Linked DNA regions of Bombyx mori: region 2 is linked to region 1. A link is a contact called in public Hi-C data. All regions are on one chromosome and are shown on one strand. The core of a region is the stretch at or near the end of the contact, and the rest is flanking DNA. Distances in the headings are between cores, read along the strand shown.

What was found. Hi-C and Micro-C count contacts between places; a contact is called where the count stands out from the background.
Region 2: a Hi-C map of midgut shows a contact between it and region 1, with 2.3 times the contacts expected there. The contact joins the enhancer-like site here to the promoter of BmEts2 in region 1. A contact is called at or near these places in 2 of 7 Hi-C or Micro-C datasets (midgut and whole pupa).

The regions. Positions count from the first base shown.
Region 1 is chr13:10,453,235-10,458,535 of ASM3026992v2, reverse strand. It overlaps BmEts2 (ets DNA-binding protein pokkuri-like), which reads left to right and starts at 2,835. Exons shown (of 5, transcript NM_001279507.1): 1 at 2,835-2,874; 2 at 4,107-4,383; 3 at 4,567-5,124; 4 at 5,203-5,301. The coding sequence starts at 4,116.
Region 2 is chr13:10,523,630-10,528,930 of ASM3026992v2, reverse strand. No RefSeq gene overlaps it. Among protein-coding and RNA genes, the nearest start is that of LOC134199995, 4.9 kb to the right of the region's middle. Within about 2 kb of position 1,995, at least 8 of the 8 cell types and tissues checked have open chromatin away from gene starts, as enhancers often do.

The DNA.
Region 1 (5,301 bases), core at 1,586-4,085:
TAATACTTTTTTCACTAGGTACTTAAAAATTTTGTAATAGCAAATCCTCGAATAAGACCATAACATAAAGACGACTATTTCCTGATCATCCTTTCGAAGCAACATCGTATTTCACCATTTGATTCCCTAATTCTTAATCAGTTATGCGTTCCGCTTTAAAAGATGCGAGTAGAGCAGCCGTTACACAATTCAAACTTCGAACTTATGAAGTGGCGGCAACCACGTCATGATTTCTTTGTACTTCGGTAACTACATTACGCCGAATAGGCTGCGAGCTCGTCTGTAACTCTAGAACAGTTTAGTCCTTTTTCTATTTGGTCAGCGAATTAAAACTCCTTAGACACGATTTTAAAATATACGAGGAAATCAAAATATATGTTATATATTTTATTTAAATAACTTAATTAACAAAAATAGAGAGAAAAATACAAATTTAGCAATGCCAAAATTCATTTGATTTTTAAATTTGGGTTATTATTTAAAAAATTGTATTTTTTGTAATTTCACTTAATTTATCTCGACTAAAGCCAAAAATTTCAAATTACAACTTTTTGAACTGTTCTTCAAACGGTTTTGATCTTTCACTCTGACTTTCCCAAAAAGGTTTAGAATCGCTTGATTAGAATTAGTTTCTTAGGTTTACGCTTTAATAGCGCATTTTCGAATAATTTAGTTTTCGTAATCACGGACAACTGATTAAAAAATGTTGATTAGAAGTATGTACTTAGTTGGTGTACTGGGGCCATTATTGGATAGCCCGCCTTCCGAAATTACGAATACTAATTAGTTGACTCCACTTTTTATTAAAAATATATGAGTTATTTAATTCTAATTAATATACTTATATTCACTTTACTTATTATTAACATAATTATTATATTATTATGGCAGAAAAGGATGCACATAATGTATCATGACGTCATTTAGCCTTTAGCTACGAACATTCGAGATAGCGAGATATTTCCCCTACGCACCCACTCTTTCTTGTGCCCATTTTTAAAACGTTATTTGCTATTTTTTCGACTAATTTCGTTAAAACAAAAAAGTATTCATTTAATATGATTTAAGTATTGTTACGTAAATACTAATGTTCGCAAATATAGGAAACTTCTCTATACAGACGCGGACGTCCGGCCGGCGTGCTTCCGGCAATCGTCAGCAGCATATTTCGTACGATCTGCAGAGTTATGTCATGTACAAAGTTTATGTCCACTGTACCATCCTTGCACGCACTCGAAAGATTTTGATAGAAACCGCGTATCAAATGGAGTGTGATAATAATCCGCTTGCTTGTCTGCCAGTTTAATTAAGTGTACGTTAACGTACCCACATTATGTACTTCCGAAAATTAGGTTTAGCTTGAACAATATTTAGGGAAATAGTTCCTATCCAAAAATCGATAATATTTAACCTAAACGTGTATGTAACCACAAATAAATTGATGTCCGCGGTCACGGTCAAACAACATTGGTCGTCTTTATTCTTTAAATTACTGCACATAACTCCACGAAGACCGTCTGCGTGCCGCCGTAGCAGTAATACGCGCTAATGCGCCAGAGCGAGACGAAAGCACTAGGGAGCGAGACGCGGGCGAAGGGAGCAACAGGTAAAGATTCCGAGGCCACTTCCGTCTTGGCTGCCGAATATTTCTGTCTCGAACCGGTAGTGGGACGACAGCCAGGGCACACATAATCTCAACCCACACACACTATACACATACAGGCATATGAGTAATTTCTACACTTTCGTCTGCTCTAGCCTTTAGCAAAACCTATGTATTGAAAAAAGATAAACTTACAACACAGTTGCATACAGAATATTATATACATTCTTACGTAATTATATCAAATATGGGCTATTCGTTCTTATGTTATAGTTCTATGATACATAATTCACATGATTTCAATTTTTGACAACCACCAGAACTTGTAAATTAAAAACAATCAGTATTGCTTTGTTACCAAAGAGTGACTGTAAAATATTGTGAGCTCAGTTCAAACCGGTTAGCATTCGTATTGTCTTACTCAGAACCAGGAAACTGTCGACCGAGACATTTCCTGTGCTTTGTCGAATGAATATTTTCCAAGACGCCGTTTACTGATATGTAAAAACATAGAAAAAAATGAGTTTTAATTGTTTATTCATTTAGATAGTAACAAGTCCGAAAACCTAATGTAAATTAATATCTAATTGAAAAACAAGTCCGGTGCCCGCAACGCTTTACAATGTCACATAGGTATACACAAGGAAATATTGAGAGTTATTAAAAACTGGTGTGCTGACGTAATTCTAATATGTACTAGTATTTCTGCGTGCCTTATACTAACAAATAAAACACAAAGAATGTATCTTCTTTTTACACGGATCTATACAAAATATTATTATTCTACTGCCGTATTTGATAATTATAATTTCTTGTAAAACGACTGATTTTAGAGCATCACTCGGCGCCAAGTCCGATAACGAGTTGCGGAAACATTGCTCGTATGTTTAGTTAAAATGGGACTTGGTCTAGCTACCAAAGTTTTATCTCAGCATGTGAGGTGGCGCGGAGTGATGAGGTATGCGGGGGGAACGGCAGCCGTGCATCCGTCCGCCCGCGCCGCCCTCAGCCGCCGCATCATCAGTCCGCGTCGAAGAGCCGTTCGAAACGCTCGCTTGCGAGTTCGTTCCCTCAGATACGCTGCTGGTTTACGGCGTGCCGTAACACGACACGTTTGGAGGGATCACCGCCGTTACGCGTGTGTCTGGTGCTCTGTGTACACTGAATTCTGTGCTAACTTTTGTGATGATAATGTACGTGTACTGAGTTGTCCAGTTTCTGTTTTCAACAAGGATTTTGACAACGCAACCAGTTCCGGATCAGCTTAGCCGGTGAGTAGCGGTGCTTATCGCAAACTGTGCTATCGTGGACTCACGCATTTCCGACCGCGCCCGATAAGGCGACTGTATAGTGCCTAATAATATGGAATTCGAATCCGGTCAAGATCTTCAATATTGTGAACGTATTTCAAATATCGCAATGAATTGTCAACCCTCCGCTGTTTTATGTAATCTGCGATAAAATAAACAAAATAGGCTTTTTCACACTCTGTGAACTTTTTAAGTTAGTGAATCGACAAAAACTGTACAGAAAACTGCTTTCACATGAATGGTCCAACGGATAAAGCTCGATTGAAAGAGGGTGTCGTCTCGTCGCATACCTACCTACAACCCTAAACAATACTAAAGCAGCAGGTGGCTGTACTTCATTCATAGTTGACACGGGATATTGTTCTTTAAATTGTCATATCAAATCATGTTTTTGTCATATACTTTTCCCTCATCGAAGTTTCAAGTTTAATTTGATTATACTTATAGCTCGATGTTTGTTTTAGTAAATAGTCTTATAAAGGCTATTTATTCGTAATAATACTTCAACTGCTTTACTGACGGGTTATCTCATAAAGATAACTTTTGTAACTTCTTATTTACAATCTTTAAATAATTATGTGTTTATCATTTTTTTTAAAAAACGTTAGTCACGTCAACCTTAGAATAATATTAAGCGAATACCGAGAAATAAGCTTAGACTTTTTTTGATTGATTACTTGGGAGTGATTTGAAATGCTTTTGTCCGTGACATAGACGTGTCAAGACAGGTAAAAAAAACATGATTTTTCCTTAAAATTGCCACAGGCGATACTAGTGAGTTTAAAAAAATGTGCCAATAGCTAATAATTTCATTTAATTTAAATACCCAATAAAATAAAAAAATACAAACCTACCACCTAGTACCATTGTTGACAGTATCGGTGTAACCACAATATTTTAAAATAATAATGTTTCGATAATATTAAAATGTCAACTAAAAATGACGCATAATTTATAACGTTATTTAATCGTAAAAACAAAATACAACACTACAGATGCAACACAAAGAATAAATGAACCTGTTCGTCTATTGGTTAAATTAATCAAACATTATTATTTTATAATCTAACAATTATTTCTAGTAACAGCGACATCTGTGATCAAATAGCGAACATTAAAACGAACTCTTGAAAATCATAATAATATACAGAATACTAACACAAAGTCAATCCTAATGTGAAAATTTGTTTCAGATTAACGTAATGAAAGTTGTAAGCTTACAACTGCCGTCTGGGCCCAGTATGGAGCGGCTACCGCTACCATTCAGTCCAACAGAACTATTATGGCGTTACCCACTACCCTGGGCGCCACCGCCTCCTTCACCGCTTGGTGACACCAAGGCGCAACTGCCAGCCGGTCTTCCGCCAGAACCAAGACTATGGACCAGAGAGGATGTTTCTGTATTTCTGAAATGGTGTGAAAGAGAATTCGATCTACCTAATTTTGATATGGACCTCTTTCAAATGAACGGTATGCATCATGCTTGCTTATGATAACTTTATTTACCTGCATAATATGCAATTCTAAAATAAGTCGATTTCTTGCTTTAATGTTAAGCTAAATAATGACAACCAACAAACGCACTTACTTATATTATGAAACTTTGAATGAAAAATTTGGTTATTTCATTACATTTTTTTTCTTTGTTGACAGGTAAAGCATTATGCTTGCTTACTAAAACAGATTTGGGTGAAAGGTGTCCTGGAGCAGGCGATGTCTTACATAATGTTCTTCAAATGCTTGTACGCGACGCAGCGCTGTTAGGTAGAGTTCCTTCCTCACCTGTTACTCCCACCGCTCGTGCGGCACCGTATCCGCCCTCTCCCCACTCTCATCCACCGACACCAACTTGGACTGTTGATGGTTTCCACCATTTCCACAGCGCTGCAGCAGCAGCAGCAGCTCAACCTAATTCAGTGACTCTCAGTCCTGCTCCATCAGTTGATAGTTCTGGAAGTCCTCAAAGAGGAGACACTGTAACTTATGCGCCAGCGTATGCACCGTCCGTGCCCCCCACTACTCAAGCTGCCAGTTCCGGAAGTAATCATTCAGATTCCGATGAAGAGGGTCAATACGCTCCACCTCCACGTTCTCCTAAAGAAGCTCCAATAACGAGTCCAGCCCCGCAAAATCATCCAACACAACAACATCCTCATTACCGCGCTCAACATAGGGAATTTTTTCCAAATGATATGCCAGAGTCCAATACAAGTACGTATAAATAAAAATTTGTTTCAAAATAAACATAAAACCTTCATCAATATTTATGTATACTTTGTTTTCTTGTAGATGGAAGACTATTGTGGGACTTCTTACAACAACTTCTGAATGACCCAACGCAAAGATACACAAACTATATTGCATGGAAGAACAGAGACACTGGCGTGT
Region 2 (5,301 bases), core at 746-3,245, 71 kb before region 1:
CCACCTTCTCAAAGTGGCGTAATGATGCCGACTATAAATACTTATTCAGCACGGGGATCCACATTCCTTAGGAACCGTGGTGCTCCGACGGCTATCCTGCAAAAACGGGATTGAATGACTTAAAGGGGTTTCAAGTTAGTGCGGGACGCGTGAGCGAACACTACACTTGCAGGAGGAACATGTCATAGATAATACACATAAAATGTCACAAAGTACCAAACAAAAAGGTCTATTTACATTCATTTTGATTTTCACCACAAACGTTAATACCTACTTTGTTCTCTTGTTGAAATCTACAAACTAGATAGATGTAGAATAGTATAATAGAATAACATGTACTCCTAATTCACCCTGTAGTCAGCAAAGCAACACATCAATGGATCCCTTTACGCACCGTGTGCTCATTGACAAAGCCTACATTATTGTGCATGGTTGAGCAGTCTACGCCATAAGTATAAGGAGGTATAAATACTGTTTCATAATTCGTACACAAGCCGGACACCCACGTTGCGAAATCCTCCCTATAATAGCACCAATCCCACGGGTTCGAGTGACGCACAGAAGCCAATTTAGGGCGGAGCTCAGTCTTGCACAGATTCACTTTTTGCGACATTAAATTCTCTAAAGTATGCCAAGTGAAAAGAATTTACGAAACAAAGTGAAAATATGTGGAGGGATCCTAATTTGAAAACGATAAATGAGTCGACTATTATTAAAGCCGGCAATGTGACTTTTGGACAATTATTGGTAAATCAGAAAAACGAATTATTGACTTTGTATTCCATTGGCAGTCACAAAACTCTTCTGAACCACATCTTAGATAAATTACAGGTTAATTATTAACCTTTATTTAATGCAGGTTTTGAACCGTATTCTTTGAAGGAGACGATTATATTCAAATCAATCTGTATTGACATATCAATAACATTTTTTTGTCCAAATGCACAGATTGCCACCTTTGATAATAGACGACTCAAATATGAGGTTTAACTTTGATACTGTGTATTATATTTAAATAAAAAACAAACAACATAAAATTTCAGAGCGCAATCAACTACTCCGTGCAGGAGAGCTCAATCTATGAGGATTTTATTCTGCGGTTATTTCATTAACACCACATGTTGATTCCCCAGTGCACTGTCGTAAACGTTCGTCATAACTAACTAAGATAACGGTATGTTATTGTTAAGAGACCACCAGGCCAGCTTGTACTCCCCCGCGACGCAGCGCCCTAATCTTAGTTCGTCACCTATATTTGTATATCGATAAACATTTTTAAAACATTCGAACAGGAGTGTACCACATGTGCTGCCGGTGCCACCTGACCTCAGAGAGCTTTCCCACGCAACGGGTATCTTCCACCTTTCAAAACGTAAACCAAAACTTTAACGTTTACGCCCTTATGAAATTTGAGTTTAGAAATGTGTCGTTACTGTAATATACACACGTGACTGGTTCTCGGCTTTGAAGTTCGTTCAGGAGCAAATGTCTCGGTTGCAGTGAGCCTTAAAAGGTTTTTTTTTGTTGTTTCTAAATGATCTGTTGATTGTTTTTTAATTTATTTTGTCGTTCAACGACGTCATGTGGTTCCAATCAGAGAAAGTTGGATCTTTTAATTTTTTTGTAATCGATTATTGGTGAGAGTGTGAGTATGAGTGAATCTAATAAAAACATTAGATTATATATTTTATAGTTTTATATGCTCTGAACTCCAACGCTGTGTTAGAAAAAGACTAGTTTTTTTAGAATAAAGAATAAAGATTAATAACTAGTTTTTAGACAGGTGGGCGAGCAAAGGCTCAGCCAGGAGGGGGGTACAATATTAGTAAATTATTATGTTATTAATGATTTTGTCTTAATAGTCCGCTTATAATAAATGGAACAAGTAAACTGTAGTAAGTAAATCATTATTTGAAAAGGGGAAATAGTCCCATCGCCCAAAGCGCATTGACTTGCGCCAAGTAATGAGTACATACATCGGACATCCCGCTGCGCGTACTCGTGCCGACCCAAATTATTGCAACATCTGTCGACGTATACAATGAAAGGAGCTCTTTCAATAACAATGCAAAACATTTTAATGTTTAAAGAATATTATCACGCAATTATTTAAGTAAAAATGTAGGTATGCTTAATAAAACTGATAAATCAGAATGGAATATATTAGATTCGTCAGTCAGTAAACTCAATATATGTAATTCAAGAATATAAACAATCAATAAAACACCCGAACGAAATTAACATCTATTGTTTATGAACTTTGAATCAATTATGATCATAGTTAAGTTCGTGAACTTAAATATTCACAAAAAAAGACGGAAACGACGTCAGTTACGTCCACAAGCACGAAACACCGAGACAACTACTATTATTCATTTTGAAACAGTCAACCGTCAAGTCAGGAACTAAACGAATTCAGCTATTAATTACTCTCGAGTCGTATTCCATCCGACGAGGAAGCGCGCTCGGCTCGGCGCGGCGGTCGCTGACGTCACACACAGAATTAACCCGATTCCGAGAATTGAACCGTTGTATGTCAGTGCACTTGTCTTGATCGACGGCACACGTGTGTACATACTACATTGTGTTCATATTCTCTGACGTTACAAGAAGTGGAGGGTAACCATACGATAATAAACTACTAGATACGTTTAACTGTCTTCGTTAGTTACAGCTGACGCGTGATTACTATTTATTTATTACATTAGTTACATACATTGGATATTTTATAGCTTATTAAATATCTCTACAGATTTGAATATAAGGGCTATAATTAAAAGTAAAAACTGATAAATTACGTTGCAGCACTCAACACTTTTTAATTCATTATATTGAAATAAGTTTCCAGTCCGATAAACACTCTCAAATTCTAAACAATTTTTTTTTATGATGCGCCTTCCGAACCATTTACTGATTCGGCAAAATAAGGTTGCTACCAGCTCGTTGCGGCCTCTAAACACAGCCCAGTCTTACGAACAGAAGCACTTAGCAATGGTATGTATTGTAAATGATACGCACAATTGCTAGGTTCTGCTTGTGACAATACAGTAATAATTCTGCTATCGTTGACCTCAATTGATAGTGAATCTGGACGGTGCATCACCCTTGAACGGTTAATTATTGTACATTATTAGCAGTAGTTTTATTTATTTATTTTTTATTGCATAGATAGGTGGCCTCACAGTCCCTCTGGTGTTAAGTGGTTACCGGAGCCCATAGATATTTACAATGTAAATGCCGCCACCCAGCTTGAGAAATGAGTTCTAAGGTCTCAGTATATAGTATTAGTATAGTACCGACGGCTGCCCCACCCTTCAAACCGAAACGCATTACTGCTTCGCGGCAGAAATAAGCAGGGTGTTGGTACCTACCCGTGCGGACTCACAAGACGTCCTACCGCCAGTAGGTAATTACGAAAATTATAAATTTCCGGGTTTGATTTTTATTACACGATGTTATTCCTTTACCGTGGAATTCAATCGTGAACATACATCAAGTACGTATTTCATCAGAAAAATTGATACCCGTCTGTGGGTTTCGAACACTGGTGCATCGCTAGATTCGAATGCATCGGACGTCTTATCCTTTAGGCCACGACGACTTCCAAAGTAGTAGTAGTAGTAGTACTACAGTAAAATACCACTAAAGTGGTATGGAAAGTAAATAATAGTAAATTAAAAAAGTATGTGTTCCCGGTCATTCGTTAGAGGTGCTCAGGTGCACTAATGTTTAACGGAAGGCAGCGGCTTGGCTCTGCCCCTGGCATTGCTGACGTCCATGAGCGACGGTGCCCACTTACCATCAGGTGGGCCGTATGCTCGTCTGCCTATTATGGCAATAAAAAAAAATAAAAAAGTAACGTCTACTCATTTTCTTATATTCGACTAATTCGATGGTGCGGTAGTTGGCGTCCCTGACTACTGGGCCGAGAGTCGTGGCTTCGATTCCCACATCGGACTCATATTCTTATGATGAACAGGTTCGTTACAATAATAACTATACTTATAATTATACTTATATATTTTGTTAACAGTTGTGAATTTTCTTAATTCTCATAAATGCAACTTTCAGCAATTCGCTATTAAACAGATAAAGCTTTGATACCACAATTACAAGTGAGCGTACTTAAACGTAATTATCCGCCTCAATTTGCTAATAAAACTAATTTTACGACTACTTCAAAACCAAACTATTAGATCCCAAACCATTACCCGTTTTAAACTCATTAAAATGTAATGGTTTCATTTTAACAATGTATATGTGTTGTTTATGTTACTTTTGAATCAGCCATTTTGTAAAGTGGCAGATAAGTAATTATCAACTATTTTTGTTTAAACATTTATCACCTTTTTTTTCAATATTATCTTTGGTATAACTGATTTTACCGTCTTTATAACAAGATTAATATAATTTAAGCACTTTAAAGGATGTAACTAGAAAGAATATAATCTGTTATATTACATTAATTACTTACTAAACGACTGTTATTCTGCAATCTATACTAATCACAGTTAGTGTACCCAAAACATATCGTCAAAAAACGACTACCACAAGAGCGTTTTGTAAAAGCCAAGTTCGACGATTTAGCTGCATCATGACCACGTGTTTTGTAAGGAAATCGCCGCAGTGGGAGAGTGTTGTGTTATATTAATATACTAGTTACGATATTACGCGTGTTACAGAATGAGGTGTTGCGTGATTCTTTGACTATTTCTGTAACAGCAACGTTTACTTCTGTTAAATGAGTACCTAATGATTCAACATCTAAATTTAAGTGTTTTTGTTGTTATTACTTTTTGTTTTTATATGAACTAACCGTCGACCCCGAAGGAATCCCATTTATAGTAATATTTGCTAATATTTTTATTACAATAGGCAGACAGAATTTATGGCCCACATTATGGTAAATTGTTAAGGAAGCGCGTAGCATTTGATAAAAGAAAAAATCATTTTTTTCCTACTTAAGCTGATAGCCTTGAAAGGCTATTTCAGCGTAACCTTAGCTAGTTGGTGAGCTCACGGGGCTCAAACCGGAGTGATGCTAATACTGACCCTAGGAAGAGCAGTGTTTCGCAGAATCTACCACCGGATCGGAAACACGACCTACTGAGAAGATCCGGCGAGAAACTCAGTGGGCTGTGTCTATGGGTTAATTCGCTCGTAGAGCCCTTCGTCGCAAGCGACGGGTTCGATGAGGACGGTGACCGGTGCTTGTGGCTAAAAGCACCATTAATGGATCGGGAGAATCCATAATGACGTATTTTGGGCGACGTCGACTGTTTACCATTCGGTCTACAGGAT